Linked DNA regions of Mus musculus: region 2 is linked to region 1. The links are chromatin contacts, called in public HiChIP or PLAC-seq maps. All regions are on one chromosome and are shown on one strand. The core of a region is the stretch at or near the end of the contact, and the rest is flanking DNA. Distances in the headings are between cores, read along the strand shown. Region 1 overlaps Cc2d2a (coiled-coil and C2 domain containing 2A). Region 2 holds the start of Tapt1 (transmembrane anterior posterior transformation 1).

What was found. HiChIP or PLAC-seq counts read pairs in DNA pulled down with a chosen protein or histone mark.
Region 2: a FOXA1 HiChIP or PLAC-seq map of pancreatic cancer cells shows a contact between it and region 1. The contact joins the promoter of Tapt1 here to the enhancer-like site in region 1. A contact is called at or near these places in 3 of 39 promoter capture datasets (the 3T3-L1 cell line, frontonasal cranial neural crest and hippocampal neurons), 8 of 115 datasets of contacts at active chromatin or transcription factors (the 230-238 cell line, bone marrow-derived macrophages, embryonic limb bud and 4 more) and 1 of 9 other capture datasets (embryonic stem cells).

The regions. Positions count from the first base shown.
Region 1 is chr5:43,690,201-43,695,734 of GRCm38.p6, forward strand. Cc2d2a (coiled-coil and C2 domain containing 2A) reads left to right here. Exons shown (of 38, transcript NM_001359906.1): 13 at 4,885-5,094. Among named protein-coding and RNA genes, the nearest start is that of Gm35762, 21 kb to the left of the region's middle. Within about 2 kb of position 2,496, at least 81 of the 459 cell types and tissues checked have an H3K27ac peak or open chromatin away from gene starts, as enhancers often do. A contact at or near this core is called in pancreatic cancer cells, where this site is marked.
Region 2 is chr5:44,223,651-44,229,184 of GRCm38.p6, forward strand. Tapt1 (transmembrane anterior posterior transformation 1) reads right to left here and starts at 2,956. Exons shown (of 14, transcript NM_173764.3): 1 at 2,764-2,956. The coding sequence starts at 2,953.

The DNA.
Region 1 (5,534 bases), core at 1,246-3,745:
GGCTGTTAATGACGGCTGCTTTGTGCAGAAGGGTGATCCTGGAAGCAGGTTTACACCTAGGTCCCAGCCAGGGGGATTTATCAACTACTTTCAGAAAACAAAGATGCATGATAGAATTAGTGATCAAGATAGCGTGAACTTATACATATGTCTTCTAACCCATCAGTCTATCTCTTCATCCAGGCAGCCATCTAAGCATGAAACAGTAATATGATGAAGCATTAAATTATGGATAATATTAGAAAACTTGGATAGCTAATAGAAAAAGGCTCTTTGTGGGGTCAGTGAATCTGCCCCTTAGCAGTTCTAAGCTAATGTGGAAATGGACCGAAGTCAAGGGATCGGATTGTCAATTGCACCAAGAGAAAAACTGGCCAAGAGAATGCAATTAGGATGTGAGATGGGAAGAATCTCACTGGCTGTCACATTGATGAAGAAAGAAAATGTGATAGATACACACAGTGAATGTGTTTGTCAGCTTTCCTGCACTCTAACAGAATGTCTGAAGTAGTCAGCTTAAGAGGAGAAAGCTAGGCATGGTAGCAGATAGCACACTCTTTTAATCCCAGCACTTAGGAGGCAGAGGCAGGCAGATCTCTGTGAATGTAAGACCAGCCTGGTCTACAGAGCTAATTCCAGGTCAACAAGGGCTACAGAGAGAGACCCTGCCTCAAACAACTGCAAAAATGTTGTACCAAGGTATATCCAGAAAAGTCTTTCTATTCCACTCTTGGACTCAGCCATCTCTTGGGCTAAATGGCTTCTCTTGGGCCCTGGCTTTGCTTTATCAGATGATAGAAATAAAGTCCCACTACTGGATCAGGAGTCAGCAATCTTTTGGGCCTTTAAAGGACTCTTGGTGATCACACTGAGAGCTCCGACGCTGATGCTCGCTCGGCCCAACAGGAATCAACTACCACTCAATAAACCATCAATTCCAGTGATAGATGTGTGTTGCTTAAAAGCAGAATAGTGTGCAGCTTCTGAATTGAGATGCGGTTACCAATGACAAAGGAGTAAAAACAGATGTACAAACACACACTTAACCTACAAATAAACTATGCAATTTAACATATTTTAGGAGAGGACCAATCCAAATCTAAAACTTAAAAATACCAAGTAGAACAAAACATAATAGAGACATGAAGTTTTCCCAATGACAGTAGCACAATGGGCTGGTCACTGGGGACCAGCTCAGTAGTCACTGGGCTGCTTCCTTCCACCGAGCCCGTCTGTGTTGTTCTGTCTTTAACTGGCAGTCTGACATATACTGTATTGTACTTAGTTTTTGGAATGCAACAGGTGCCATGTCCAAAGTTGCCCTTAGTCTTTGTGGCCCATTTGAGGAGACAGAAAAGGAGCCAGGGGCTAACAGTACAGTGTTGGGAGTGGACTGCCTGCTATGCCAGTGTGAGGAAATTGCAAGGAGTCCATCTTCCTTTCTTGGTTAAACTTAGCACTTGGCCTTCCTGTTCTTCTTCCCAATTTTTTTTATAGAAGGTCTGTATTTGTTGCAAAACCCAGTGAAAACTTATAAAACTGCAGGGGGAGGCATAGGAAGCACAGTCAAAGACTGGGACATGGGCTAGGGGCTGGAGGAGTCTCAGTCCCTCTCCCCCCCTCCTCCCTCTTTCCCTCCCTCCCTCATTCCTCTCCTTCTCTCTCTCCCTCTTTCTTCTTATTCTTTTCACCTTTTGCTTGATTCTGCATATGTTGGGACAGGTGTGTGTGTGTGTGTGTGTGTGTGTGTGTGTGTGTGTGTCTGAGAGAGAGAGAGAGAGAGAGAGAGAGAGAGAGAGAGAGAGAGAGAGACCCTTGATGGACTAGCTCATAGCTCTAGAGGAAAACGATAATATCCATCCCCCATCTCCCTCTGCCAATACTAAGACGAATAACAGTCAGTTGTAAAGGAATCCTATATCCACCCAGGCCATAACCCAGGAGATATGGCATGGTCCCTGGAAAGGGAAAGTGAGAATGGTCTCCAGGAAGACCTGGAGGAGAAGACGGGGCATCTGCCTGAGGCATAACACTTGAATGAGCTTTGTTATTATTTCCTCAGGACCATGTAGAAACTTATTTTCTATCCTGTCGTTGATACATAGGTATAGACATCTCTTTGAGCATCTGCTGAGAATACCAGTAGATCGTCCACCAATGCTTCCTCTTACAGCCTTGCGTTTTAGTTTTCAAATAAAGAATGAGGAGTCATGTCAACTTCACAACTTGAAATACACTTGGAAATACTCTCTCTCCTTGGGAGAACTCACTGCCATTTCTTCCATGACAGTTCTCTGTCTCTAAGAAATGTAAGCAGATGGAAGAAGAGGAGACCCTGGGTTCTTTCTCCCTGACATGTTAGGCTTGGGCATTCTGAACGTCTGAGCTTAGCACTGAAGGTAGAGAGACCAGCAGCAGTTACTGGAGGGTGAGCTCATCCTGTGCTGGGAGAGGAAGGCTTGGTAAAAAGTGCCCCAGGCAACATTGGGAGTGCAGAGCAACACTCTACCACAGGCGCTTACTCATCCGAGCACACAGGCTGGAGCCTGAGAACCACACCCTGGGTGACTATAAGTCTGGAAACTCCCATGGAGAAGGGAGAGTGGGGCAGAACTCAGCCAGAGAGGAAACTCCCGTCACACCTAAGGTTGACATTTAATTATCCATGTTTTGCTACACTGAAGTTTTTTTTTTTTAATTAATGCAGAGTATCTGAGTGGTCATAGGAATATGTGAATTTAATTGCCACCTCTCATTTCCATACATTTTTTTTCCAGATTAATAGACTGTTAATGTAGTAGTCACTGACTAAAGTTGGGAGGGACTGCTTTAAGACCAGTTGCTCAATTCTTTTACTGGAAAGAGCTTTGGAAGCTATTTGTGTTAACTAGAAAATTACAAGATGGCATAGCACAAATGGTTTATTTGCAAGTTATGAGGCTAAATGGATGATGTAAAACCCCAAGACAGAACTGACGCCCCCACTCTGCATCATCTCTGGGGAGCATGGTCAGTACTCTCTACATTTAATGCTTTTGCATGTCTCAGGTAGGGATGCTGGATTGGAACCCTGATCTTGTATGTCTTCAGGTTTCTCTGTATCTTCATCTGTAGAAATGGTAGCCTGAGGAGAAATGTTTAGTTAGCCTTTGTCCATCGTGTGAAACCTTGTTGCACTCTGCATGCAACATCCTCTTTATTCAACAATGGCTGGAGGGTGTCTGCAGTCCACTGAAGTTCAAAATCAAGTTGCAGCCAATTTAAAGGAGAAAAAAAAAAAAAAACCCTTACCTGGTGGGAATGTGCTTGGAATGTGCAGAAGAGGAGATTCTGGCATTAGAGAGCCATGATTAGAGTGTTATTATTCCACAGCTGACGAAGAAGGGAAGGAACTCTACACTTTTATCGTATCTGTGTATGTATGTCTGTGTGTGTGTGTCTGTGTGTGTGTCTGTGTGTGTGTCTGTGTGTCTGTGTGTGTGTGTCTGTCTGTGTGTGTGTCTGTGTGTGTGTCTGTGTGTGTGTGTGTGTGGATGTGTGTGTGTGTGTCTGTGTGTGTGTGTCTGTGTGTGTGTGTGTCTCTGTGTGTCTGTGTGTGTGTGTGTCTGTGTGTGTCTGTGTGTGTGTGTCTGTGTACGTCTCTGTGTGTATCTCTGTGTGTGTGTGTGTGTGTGTGTGTGTGTGTGTGTGTGTGTGTGTGCATGGAAATATCTCATTTGTTTAGTAGAGTGTCTGGCCTTGAAGTTATTATTGTCGACATAGTTTTCTGTATTTGTACTTCTGGTAAAGCATGCTCATATGAGCCTTCACTTGGTGGTAAAATTCGTTGTACTCTTGTTTCTTTGTACAAGAATTCAAAGAAAGCATATACGAGTTTTGCCCAGTCAATTTTTACCCAGTCAGTTCTACAAGGTTCTCCTAGATGAGCAAACACACACACTATTGATGCATACTTAGAATTAATGGCTCCTATGGGACCTAATATGGTGTGTCCTATATTTAATTACTGAAACATTCAGATTCTCCTCTAAAATGACATTTAGCTTGTCTTTTATTTATTTTTGACAATGTTCAACATGCATGCAATGAATTATGCCCACACTTATCTCTGTTACCCTGCCTTGTCTCACTCCTGAATACCCCTACTTCCTCCCACCCAGTCCTCCTCATTCTTTTATCAGACTTTTTTGTTTTGTTTTGTTTTGTTTTGTTTTTGGTTTGGTTTGGATTGGTTTGGTTTGGTTTGGTTTGGTTTGGTTTGGTTTTGGTTTTGGTTTTTCGAGACAGGGTTTCTCTGTATAGCCCTGGCTATCCTGGAACTCACTCTGTAGATCAGGCTGGCCTCGAACTCAGAAATCCGCCTGCCTCTGCCTCCCAAGTGCTGGGATTAAAGGCATGCGCCACAACTGCCCTGTGAAAATATACTCTTATAAACATTCCCCAATGGCAACACTTGCTTTTTTTACTCTGTCTTAAAGCAGCACTCTCTGGTGGCAGTCTGTCTCTAACCAGGAGAGGAATATAAGCACAAAATCTGTGATGCTCCCTGCTTCAGTAAACAGTAATGATTGATGGGGAAGATTTTGAAGAGGTTTTAGATGAAAAACAGTCTTAGTTGTTACACTGCACACCAAAGAATTCCCTTCCCATTTCTGCATGTGGGGCTCAGTTTTCCCCCACCTCTCCCTACATTATTCAACATGCTACAGATTTTTAAATCTTAGTTACAACAGAGGGTATCTGTGATCCAAATGCTCCAGGCCATCAGCAGCAAAACACAAGACTTTAAGAAACAAGGAAGTCTAAAGGGAAAAGATTCATGATAGCTTTTATCTGACAGCCTTTCCTTTGAGGACAAGACTCACACTCCGCTCTCTTTGGCAGGCAGAGAAGTATGTCCACAGTAGACAGCATATGATTGGATCTGGAGACCCTCCAGGAAATTTCCAACTGGACATCGATATTTCTGGCTTAATCTTCACTCATCACCCCTGTTTTAGCCGAGAGCATGTCTTGGCATCAAAGCTGGCCCAGTTGTATGACCAGTACCTTGCAAGACAGCAAAGAAATAAGACGAAATTCCTTACAGATAAGGTACTTGTGTTCTCCGTGCTTGTGGCTGATGGGGCTGGTTCTTCTGATTAACCCACTGGGGATGCTTCTAACACCGAATGTTTCTGTCCCCATTTCACGTGTTCTCTGCCCAGGGTGTGTGATAGTGTCCTACCTAGAGGCGAAAGGAAGGTGTCATATTTCCTCTTCCTGTTGCTGTGCTAAAATACCCTGACAAAAGCAACTTGAAGGAGAAAGGGTTTATTTGGGCTCACGGGTCAGGATAAACTCCATCACAGTGAGAACGTTAAGGAGGCAGGAGTTAAGTGCTCAGCTATTTTCCCATGTTATATAGTTCAGGATCTCTGTCCAAGGAATGGTGCTACCCACAGTAGGTGGGTCTCCCTTCCCCAGTGAACTCAGTCAAGATTACCCCTCACACACATGCCTAGATGCCCATCTCCCAGATGGTTCTAGATCTT
Region 2 (5,534 bases), core at 1,706-4,205, 530 kb after region 1:
CCGACATGGACTTGCTCCTCATTGACTGCTAGAGCTATACATGGCTATGCAGAATCTTTCACCTAGAACCCTGCAGACGAGTCAAGAGGGGAAAACGCAGGAACCGGATGACAGGCATTGCTTAATCTGATCTATGTCGAAAAATGCAACGTGACATGGCAGTAATGTTAAGAGCACGGTGAGAGCGCAGTTCTTGGCGAGCACTCTTCCCAGAGTTCCAGCTCAGTCACCACACACCGGGATGAACCGGCATCCAGCTCTAACTGTGTTAAGGTGAAAGTACTAGTATTTGTCACACAATTCATGCATTAAAAAAAATGCTGCTGAGGATCAAATGATAGCAGTCTGCAAAGAAACAAAAAGCAAATATAACTGATATAGATGAATACATGTCGTATGTATAGCTGTATAAATATAAAATATTTACATATTTTCCTCAGCAGATAAATTAGGATGAACATTAAACACTACAGCATTTTATTTTACTCCAAGTGTGGATAAGTACCTTACTCTATGCTCATGTAAAGAGAATACTAAACTGCTAGGACCCACCAATAAATGTCTTATAAAGGAGCTCTGAACGCCTTGGGGAAAATGATAAAAGGGACATTGGAACTAAGTGATGGTTAAGGCCATCAAGACACTAAGATTATGACTTCCAAAAGGAACGGCACAGACTGCCCCAGCTTGCAGAGGGGACGACAGGGCAAGTACACAGGAACCTTTACAGAGAATGGACGATTAATACCTTAGTGACATAAATGACTGAGAAAGATGTTTCCAGTCTGACACTAGGTGGTGCCCTCTGGCCCAGACAACCCGTTTTCTATTTCTTGGTAAGGAGGCAAAGAAAGAAAACAGAGCAGAAGAGAGAAGCACTTGGGGGTGAACAAAAAGAACGCCTGGATTTCTAAGTGAGTGGGGATGCCGTGGCCAACTGCAGACCCAGTCACAGGTAGACATGCATCAGCAACAGTGAGAGCTTCCTGGCTCTTAGAACAGACACCAGGGGTCAGAAGAAGGTGGTTCACACCGAGTCCACACAGGAAAACCACTGGCTGGTACTTCTGAAATGTTCCTGGGATGCCTGCCTAGATCCCTAATGCCATCTACCAAAGCGGGAGTAACCACTATCTTTTCCCTCATACAAGACTGATGGAAACAAGGAGGGCCACCCCAATAGCCACGGCTTCATGCCGGCTCCCTAGTAAGGACTTTCTGCCACTGCAGGTTGAAAATCCAGGTTTAAACCTGTTAAGTATATGATGCTCAGTGCACTGCCTCTGTGATGAATGAGTGTGTGCTATGATGTTAAATTTATACAAGTCCAAGTATCCAGCTCAGCCCAGGGGTGCTCACTACTTCAAAAGTTCAAGGTCTGTGTTAGTACCAGGGAAGAATAAATGCACTTCACTTCAGAAGTTCAAGGTCTGTGTTCACCAAAGGCTCTGCACAGCTTCATTGTCTTTCTTCATGCAAACAACATAAAGGCTTTCCTGAAGCTTGAAAAGATTTCAAAGAAACCGTAGTGAAACCTGGTCGCATCTATTTGCTTGCCCTAGTCAAGTCTAAGTGAACAAGCGGCTGAGAGATTGAAGACTTTGGTTTACTTAGGTATTGCCAATTTAGAAAGCAAACATTCCTGCAAGCAAGTGTTTAACTGACAACTAAACCAAATAGAAAATAAAGGGGGAAAAAAAAAACCAAACAAACAAGGCACACAGCTGGTGCCTGAGTTTTCAAAGATATGGAGACTGATGCAAAACTCTATGTCCAATTCTGAGAATTAGCAAGTCTATCAGGATCTATCCACCAGTCTTACAGACTTTTAGGACTCCTATAATTTCAATACCCATAGTGAATGGAGTCAACCTTATAACTTGAACGAGTATTTATATAAGCTGCAGGACCTTATTCCACTGCATTAGCTCAGAATAAGTTGGAAGAAATGTCATCAAGTTGCTGTCCAAGATCTTGGATCTACGATGCAAGAATTAAAATGCAATCACTATTATACCCAATGAAACGGCCAAGCCAAAACTTTCCCTTTTGCTTCCGGGCTTAATAGAACGCTTCAGTGTAAATACCAAAGCTGTTAAAAGTTCTTAATAAGATCCTTGAACACAGGGGATTGTAATATTTTAACAGTATGCTTCAGAGCTTATGGACAGTAGGGCTTAAAAGTGGTACGTATTTTCTTGTGTGACAAACTGTTTCTTCTGGCTTAAGTTTTAGTTTAGGAAAACTCCACATGTAACATTTTAAGGGGTGCCGCACATTTCTGTTTGAGAGAAAACTGCTGAACTTCACGGTCACGACCACACTGTCAGCTGAGTCTACGAAAAATGGATTCGGCGGGCAAGTTAACAGGTTTCCGAGACTCAACTTCGCATAAAACCATAGGGGGAAGAGTCACCTCGGCATTGACATCGCCTAGAAAGCCCTGCGTTTCCCATTTTTGACCTCCTTCGGATGTGGGAGATGCCTGTCACTGTTGAGGCCGGTCGCGAACTCTCGGGGACCGGGGACCGACGATCTCCCGGGCGCACCTGGCTCGGGGATGGCTGCGGGAACGTCGGGCCGCGCGCACTAGCCGCCGGGGTAGCTGTCACCGGCCGTGGGGACATGGGAGCCACCGGAGCCGCGGCCGCTCCGCGCGCAGAGGGAAGGCGCTGGCGTCCCCGCCACCACAGCCCGGTCGGCCCCTCGGTAGCCCGCCGCGGCCTAGTGCCGCCCGCCCGCCCGCTCGCTCGCTCGCCTCACCTGCGCGGCCGCGGCGCTTCTCCCGCCGCCGGTCGCTCTCGTAGAAGCCCAGCGTCTCGGTGTGTTGGGGCGCGGGCCCATGGCCGCCACCACCCGGCTGCTCCGCCTCGCCGCGGCCGGTCCGCTCGGGGCCGTCCGCGCCGCCACCGCCGCCTTCTCCCGGGGCGGCCGCGTCGCAGACGCCCGCCATGTTCCGAGAGCCACACACTGTCCCCGCCACCTCCCTCCAGCCGCCCGCCCGGCCTCCGCCTCCCGCCGGCCCCCTCGCCGCCTCGCCCCGCCCCTCGCCCGGGCAGCCGCCATCCGTAGCCCGCCGGCCGGCGCGCGCCATTGGCGTCAGCGGCGCGTGGGAGGCCGCGGTGGCCGCCGCCACGGCCGCCGCCATCTTCTTCCTGCCGTCGCCGTGGCGCGCGGCGGGCTCTGCGGACCGGGGCGCCGCGCCGGGCTCCATGCCGCCGGGTCGCGCGGTGGGGGACGGTGGGCGGCAGCGGGGCTCGGCGTGGTTGTCCGCGCGGCCGGAGCCCCTTGTGCCCGTGCGGTGGCCGGAGTGCGCCGGCGCGACCCGCCTGGCCTTGGCTGCACGGCGACTGGGGCCGGGCTCCAGCTCTGTGGCTCCCGCCGGCGCCGACCCGGTGGCTCTGCTGTCTTGGCTGCATCTCTCCTGCATATTTATGATCGTCTGTCACATTCCCTGTCCGTGGACAGTGTCCAAAGCCTAGCTCGGGGGAGCGTGCCAACAGGTGGGGGACTCGGCCCGACGGGCAAAGTGCTCGATGCGCCTAAAGCGCCGGGGACATTCTGGGTTGCCTTTCGGGAATAGGGTTATGTGACTGCGGGTGGCAGCCAAGGCGGCCTGGTTCTGTCAGATTGTCACCGCTTGCCGTGAGACTTGTGACCCTTACCCCCTCACTGGTAGTCACGGATAGCCGCGCTGAGACCAACGGATGCTCGCTGGGTGCAAATGAATCCGCCTCAGCCTTGGAAGACCTTCACCTGGGATTCCTACATTCTTGCTGTGCGCTCCTGTAACGCACGCGGTGGCCCCTGGATTGCCTTCATGCCCACTTCGGAATTAACCTGCATTGTGGCAACTTTTTAAATGAGTAGAAGCATAGCAAATACCTCTTCACTCTCTAAACTGCCCTACACTTAAGCCGAGAAGCGATGGAGCAGGCCTAGAACATCCAGGAGAGCCTTAGAGATGGAAAGCTAGATACCCGATTGCAAACTCCGCAACTTTTCTGTACTGTACTGCAGCAAGGCCATTTGACAGTAGGGCGGGATGAAGGGATAGGAGGGTTAAAGAGGAACTTGCAAAGTCCAAGAAATCCCAATCCCAATTCAATGTAAACTTTACATTGTGGAAAACCAAACACTGCAGAGAATATTATTTAAAGTCAGTTTGGTTTTATTTGGTAAAACTGGATCTTAAAAACAGTGCCCTTGACAAAGCTCCAGCATCATGAAAATCAAAAGACACAGAGTTTTATATACTGTAAGGTTTCCTCCAACCTAAGTTTATTATCTGTGTTCCAAATCTTAAATAGTCAAAGAAGGGAGAGGGGCCCTGTCAGGGTTGCTATTTAAAAACTCCTGTTTTAAAATGATATTGCTAGAAACCTAAGACTATGTCTTTCCTTTATAAAGATTATATTTGGTTGCTATTTATATGTTCCTCAGAGATTTTCCTGGTTCGATACTATCAAACCCCAAAATAAGGAAGCATCCAGAAAGCTTGAAGTTAGGTTACAAATAACCTTAAGATGCAAACACCTTACATAGTACAGAACGTTTAGTTTTGTGACTTTGGCATGGATATATTATAGGGCAAAAGGGTACTATTTCTCTTTTGTGACAAGCTGGAATACTTTATGATGTTTTTAGTTTGCCACTATTAAGTGAATTAATCTCTTGATAGCACATGCAGCATATCTTTTAACCCTAGGTTGTTTGAAATGAGTGCCTCTCACTTTTCTTGAGTAAAAACAAAAACAAAATAAACAAAAACTCTAATGAAAACATCCGTCATTGTGGAAAGACCTGGACTCTCTGACTTTCAGTGTTTGACCAAATGAGCAGAGGTGAGCCTCTTTCTGCTCTATTTCCCCTACCATGAAATCACATTTGGGCCAGACTGCAAGGACCTCTTAAACCATCACAACTATGCCAAAGTGTATGCATTCCCCATTTTAGATCCTTGTGCAATGTAGTTTAAAAAGCTAGATTAGCCTGTTGATATTATCAAGATTTATAGGAAATGTATGAAATCCTTAACTAGAGTCACTTTGTACCTGGTCTAAAACTTGAAAAAAAGAAATGAAAGCACAATAACTGTACTGATAACACATCAAAGATTTCCATAGCTCTATGTGCCCTCTTTCTTTTCTCTGCACTCCTTTATTTGTTGATGTGGGAGAACTAACTGGTGGATGTAGGCTGGACTTCTGGGCTCTAAGCTGTGGTTTGCTACTCCAGCCTCAGGTTCTCCAGGAGCAAGCAAGCTTCTAAGATTATTCCAGTGAGTGTTCCAAAGGACACTACTCCCCGGTGTTATTTGAGGGTGGCTGAAATGTTAGGACTGGAAGAGATGGCTGGAGTGTGTTTCAGTCATGTAGCTGCAGAGGCAGAAGTCACATGGCTAGTGAAGCCCGTGGGACTCCACCAGAAATCTGCTCTGACGATGCATGGCTTCTGTTTCGGGCAACATGGAAGTCAGTATTTCCTTCTGAAGCTGTAGCCCTGAGTTTAATTCATTTGCTGTTTTATCTTCA